2 separate regions of the Sus scrofa genome follow, and region 2 is linked to region 1. A link is a contact called in public Hi-C data. All regions are on one chromosome and are shown on one strand. Each heading gives the region's core, a stretch centred on a gene start, on an enhancer-like site or on the middle of the called end of the contact. The rest is flanking DNA. Distances are from core to core; before and after follow the strand shown. Region 1 has its middle 59 kb from the start of LIPG. Region 2 overlaps MYO5B (unconventional myosin-Vb).

Region 1 (2,790 bases), core at 243-2,742:
CCCACTTAGCTAGAGCCCAACCCAAAGTAACTCCTCTCCCCAAGCCCATGGGAACTCTCAGCCTCCCCAGCATGACCCGGAACCTGGAAGCCTGTATGCTTTTGAAGAGATGAGCTCCAGCCTTCCTTGCTCCTTCCTTGTTCCTGAGTCAGACAGCAGAGGATGTCTGTCACATCACCCCCTCCTCCGCATTGCCGAGCAGAGCAATGGGAACCCACAGCTACTGAGAATTCCTGATCTGAACTGGGGCCCTGGGGTGGAGGGGAGTCCTGAGGCACACAGCAAAACCTCGGTTCATTCCTGAGTCCCAGGAATGCTCAGATGGAGTCTGGGCCAGCCAAGCCTGACGGCCATCAACTTGGCTGCAGGACAGAATGTACCTTCGAGTGTTTCCAGCATGTGTGCGTGCTTGTGTATATGTATGTGTGTATGCACACATGTGGATCTCCCAGGCACAAGATGTTGGGTAACACCGACCTAATGTTCTGGCCCAACACGCAGCCAAAGGATTTCGACAGGCTTTGCCTCTGAGGCAGCCAACAAGCAAATCTCCCTAGAAGGTCATTGTCCCTGAGAACACTGACATCATGAACGTACTGCATCATGTGTTCTCTCTTCTCACGGACAGTTCTGTCCAGCTGCAAGCAAACACCAAGGCACCCTCCCCTCTAAACTGTGTGCCTATGTTTTCATCAACACCTAGGGATGCAATAAGTGTTTATTGACTGAACGGTAAAAGGGTCACAGAAAAACCCACCCAAGGGGGTTTGCAGCATGCGGAAGTGAGGAGGGCTTTTCCATCCCTTTCCCTCAGAGGTGGTGGGTTTGATGGGAGGGAGGGGAGTTATGGATTTGCTATAGCAGAATTTCTGGGGCTCTAGTAATCATGCATAAATATTCCCGAAAGCCCCCCAGAAGAAGAAAAGGATTGAGAACCAACTGCCTCAAGAAGAGAGGTAAAAAGAGGAGCCTTTTTTCAACGTGATTAACCCACCACTGCTGTAGAATCCACCTGCTGGACCCTCATGGCCACCTAGGTTTCTGACTCATTCTATCGGCCACCTTCCACATCTCTCCCCAAACCACAGTCCAGTTTAGCCCCATGAACATCCCCCCTGCCCAAGGACCGCCACTCCCTTAGACTTCCTTCCAGCCCCAGTTAAGAAAAACTTGTGATCATCAGCTTCCAGACCCCAGGGCCTCCCACTCTGCCCTTTCCAGGATCTTTCCCAAGACTGGAAGACATAAGAAGAGTTTGGGGTCTCTTTCCCTCCCCCAGGCAATCAGGTGTCCAAATAAGGACAAAATAGGAGTGCATTCAATGTGTGGCCTCCTGGTGTTAGGATGAATGCACAAGCCAGGCTACAGCCCTTCTCAGGGTGCCTGGCACTTGGAACCTTTAAATGCAAATTCCCCTTGCGGCAGCCCTGGCCTCTTCTGCAGGGCGGGCAGCTATCCTGGGAGAAAAGACAAGATTTAAATTGGTAATCAAGCCCTGTACCAGATTGGACTTTGACCTTGTTCAGAATTCCACTGGCCCATGTCCCCTGACTTGCCACCCCCTTTCTGCCAGTTTTTCCTTTGAGTTAGCTGCCTGCCATCTAAGGCAGTAAGACAGGCTGTCACCAGCTGCTGCCTGCCTGGCTGCCTTCCACCTGGCTGGATCAGAAGGCCTTGGAAATCAAGCAGCTTTGCCTCTCCAGCCTCTTTGCTACCTCTGCTGCTGGAGCAAGATAAGTGGGGTCTGGATGAGCCTTTGGCTCCAGCTGAGCCCACTTGCAGGGCATAGGAAGAGGTAAGGGTAGCCCCCACGGGCTTCTCTGATGCATTCTTGGTTACCAAAGTGATTCTCAGACCTGGCCTGGGATAGCCAGTGTGGGCCCACATGCCAGCTACATCCACAGAAGAAACATGAAGCCAATATTCATTTTCTTTTCTTTTTTTTTTTTTTTTTTTTTTTTCCTCTTTTAAGGGCTGCACTAGCAGCATATGAAAGTTTCCAGGCTAGGGGTTGAATCAGAGCAAGAGCTGCCGGCCTACGCCACAGCCACAGTGACACAGGATCCGAGCCTCGTCTGTGACCTGAACCACAGCTCATGGCAACGCCAGATCCTTACCCACTGAGCAAGGCCAGGGGTGGAACCCGCATCCTCATGGATACTAGTCAGATTCGTTTCTGCTGCCTCACCATGGGAACACCCCCAACATTCATTTTCTACCTCTCTCTCCACTGCCCCGGAACCACTGCTTGCTGCAAAACACCGTGTTTTTTCTCACTTCTTCCTGGAAGGCCTTGCATATTCCCTTCTGTATGTCTAATTCTGCCCTTCTTTCCAGGACCTGGGAAACCACTGATCACCATAAAGTACCTACACTCCCCTGCAACCCTACCACCCTTTCTCTCTGCCCTCCTCAATTCATGATTCAAACCAAATATCTGGGGCATTTAGTTCCATGCTGATTTTTTTTTTTTTTTTTTTTTTTTGGCTTTTCTAGGGCCGCACCATGGCATAGGGAGGTTCCCAGGCTAGGGGTCCAATTGGAGCTGTAGCCACTGGCCTATGCCACAGCCACATGGGATCAGAGCTGAGTCTTCGACCTACACCACAGCTCATGGCAACGCCAGATCCTTAACCCACTGAACAAGGCCAGGGATTGAACCTGCAATCTCCTGGTTCCTAGGCAGATTCGTTAACCACTGAGCCACAATGAGAACTCCCAGTCCCATGCTGATTTGCTTGGTTTCAAACCTTATTTCCCCAACAAGTCGGTAGGCTCCCGGTGACCATG
Region 2 (2,798 bases), core at 210-2,709, 290 kb before region 1:
GGGGTATCTGAAGTTCAAATAAGAGGTTAACCTTCTTTTAGAGAAATGTAAGTTTATCAAGGTCCTACTGTGCTGAGGGCCAAGGGCAGCAGGAGGAATGGCGTGTGACTTCAGCCTAGCACAGATTTTGCTTCAGCCCTTTGTCTGGGGTATTTGTAATAGCTGAGCTTTTTCTACTTTTACAAAGGTAAATTTCCCTATAATTGCCTGACAACTAAATGTGATAAGAGTGGACCTCAAACTCCCTTAAACAGGCTGATCTTGTTCAACCACCGCTAGGGATGCACTTTTATTCTCTGATGAATGAAACTCAAAGTTCACAGCATCAGAGTAAAAAAGAAAATGACAGTGGAGACTGCTCGTGCCAGCAGAGGGGTTACTCCTTCCCTCGGTCATTGCTCAGGTGGCCCCAGGAAAGCTTATCTGCTAAGCTGCCTGGTCCCCTTCCCTCCTCAAGACCCCTCCACACGGATGCCAGGACTTCACGAGCCTCAGCCTAGGGGCCCGGTGCTGGCTGGTTACTGTGGACCGTGGAGAAAAGTAGAGGTGGTACCTGCGCTCAAGGCTCTACCATGTAGCTGCTACGGGAATCGAGACTCAAATCACAGTTGAGCATTCCAAGGCAGGACAAGCTGTTTACCATCTGCACACGAGTCACGCTCAAAGCAAGAAGCTATAGAATTGAAGTCTGGGCCTTAAAACACATCTTTCTGGATAAATGTTAATGGCATTCTAATTAGAGCCAAGGGCCAACCCACAATCATTTGCTGAGCCTGTGAGATGCTCCAGGTACCTGGAGTATTATGCCTGTATGTGTTTTTGAGGCCAAGTGCCCACTGGAGATGCTGGCAGCACGTGCCCAGCCCTCACCCTAGGTGGCCCTGGTGGAAGATCTGAGGTTGTTGCCCCTTCCCCTCCCCAGCCTGCCTCCCTCATTGCCTCCCCAAGCCTAGAGGTGGCTTGTAAGGCCTGGGCTGGGTGAAGATTAGGGGCAGAGGTAATGAGAGAGTAGGCGAGGGCTGGGGATCCAGCGCTGGGGCCGAAGTGGGCAGGCCTGGGGTCTGAGGCCCAGGGCCTCGAGTACATCGTTCCTGTCCCTGGCCCTTTCCTCCTCCTTCCCCAGGGTTCTACCAGCACTCCCTGCTCTGAGCCTGGGCTACTGCTTCTGTGGGCTTCCTCTAGAATGGAGAGCAGCCTGACAGCTTCTCCCTGATCCTCCAGGGCTGTGGCAGGGAAGGACCAGGAGGCTGAGCAGGAGTCTGCAGTTCATGGGGCAGCTCACAGGTTCTTCCAGTCCAGCCAGTGTGCACCTGGGAGGGGGTGTGGTGAGGGTTTGGAAGAGAGCTGAGGGGGTGAGGGGCAACAGGGCCGCAGCTGTCCCTGACTAGAGCCGCATGAGCTCCAGCCAAGTGGGAGGCCGGTGAGACGCAGGTCAGGCGGTGGCGCTAGGGAGGAGAGCACGGCTGTGGCCAGTCAGTGCTCTGCTGGATCTGCTGGCTCTGAGCAGGTCCGGGAAGGGGCCACCACATAGTTTCCGAACTGACAGCCAAGTGGGTGAGAGGCTGCTCCAGCTCTCCCAACCCCTGGCACGTGGCCTGTATCTTCGGGGTGAGCCCTCCTTCTTGCTGTGTCCACGATAGGAAGGGATGTACTGGGGCGGGGGGTGGGGAGTCCGGGCCCCATCAGGGAGCAGCTCCCATCCTCAGTGGCCCTCTGGCCTCAGGCCCCTCCTTGGTGAACCTGGCCTGTGTGTGAACCTGGCAGGGAGCCACCTGTGGATTCTTTCCTCTAGGTTGTAAGGACAAAGCATGAGAAGCCTGTTTTAAACAATTAGGAACATGCTTTTTGTCTGGGGCTTTTACCTAGTTTCTAAAACTCCTAGTAGTCAGGGGTATCAGGAATCTGTGTATCCAGGGCAATCTCTGCCCTTTTCCTCTCCCAACCCCCTGCGAGGAGCTACAGGAAGATATTGAAAGTGTGTATTTTGGGCCAGGGCTCTTCCAGCTCTGGGCATTGACTCTAATTCTTGTGGTCTGTTGCTGTTAGAGCTGAAGCCCCAGGCCCTGGCGGGCACAGTGCCCTGCCTCCCAGCCTACATCCTCTACATGTGTATCAGGCACGCGGACTACGTGAACGATGACCTCAAGGTGCACTCCCTGCTGACCTCCACCATCAACGGCATCAAGAAAGTCCTCAAGGTCAGTGTCCAGGCCGACGGTGGTTGGTGGGGAACTGAGTGAAGCCAGCAGCTCACCGTTGCTTCTCTCAGCCTGGGTTTTGCGGGAAGAAGTTCTCCAGACTCTCCAGCCCTAGAGGGAAATAAATGACAGCTGACCTCTAGGTAAATGCAATGCCAGAACGTTTCACCAGCATCTTCCCAACACCCCTGGTGTTGGGTCATTGATAGATGAGAACAGAGCAGCTGGAGTCAAGCTCATTTGTATCGCCTGGCTTCATAGTCATAGCCACAGAAACAGTTTTTCTGCCGTGTGTGTGTGTGTGTGTGTGTGTGTGTGTGCGCGCGCATGTACATGCATGTGTGTGCCACCAATCAGGGTACCAGAACAGGGTTGTGTGTCATACCCAGTAGTGGATGAGCAGTAGCTCTTGTGGCGGTAGCTCTCATCTCCTGACTGTGACTAGCCAGGGCCTGCCAGGTGAGAGAATGAAACAGGTAAGCATTTGGCCAGATGGGAACCACTGACTTATGACCAGGAATGGCTTTTTCTTTTCACAGAAGCACAATGATGACTTTGAGATGACGTCATTCTGGTTATCCAATACCTGCCGCCTCCTGC

Evidence for each region. A called contact is a pair of places that touch in the nucleus more often than the background predicts.
Region 2: a Hi-C map of liver shows a contact between it and region 1, with 7 times the contacts expected there. The contact joins two enhancer-like sites. A contact is called at or near these places in 5 of 47 Hi-C or Micro-C datasets (liver and skeletal muscle).

The regions. Positions count from the first base shown.
Region 1 is chr1:99,139,628-99,142,417 of Sscrofa11.1, reverse strand. No RefSeq gene overlaps it. Among named protein-coding and RNA genes, the nearest start is that of LIPG, 59 kb to the right of the region's middle. Within about 2 kb of position 1,492, at least 25 of the 83 cell types and tissues checked have an H3K27ac peak or open chromatin away from gene starts, as enhancers often do. A contact at or near this core is called in liver, where this site is marked.
Region 2 is chr1:99,429,767-99,432,564 of Sscrofa11.1, reverse strand. MYO5B (unconventional myosin-Vb) reads left to right here. Exons shown (of 39, transcript XM_021093027.1): 33 at 2,047-2,198; 34 at 2,738-2,798. Among named protein-coding and RNA genes, the nearest start is that of ACAA2, 120 kb to the right of the region's middle. Within about 2 kb of position 1,459, at least 16 of the 83 cell types and tissues checked have an H3K27ac peak or open chromatin away from gene starts, as enhancers often do. A contact at or near this core is called in liver, where this site is marked.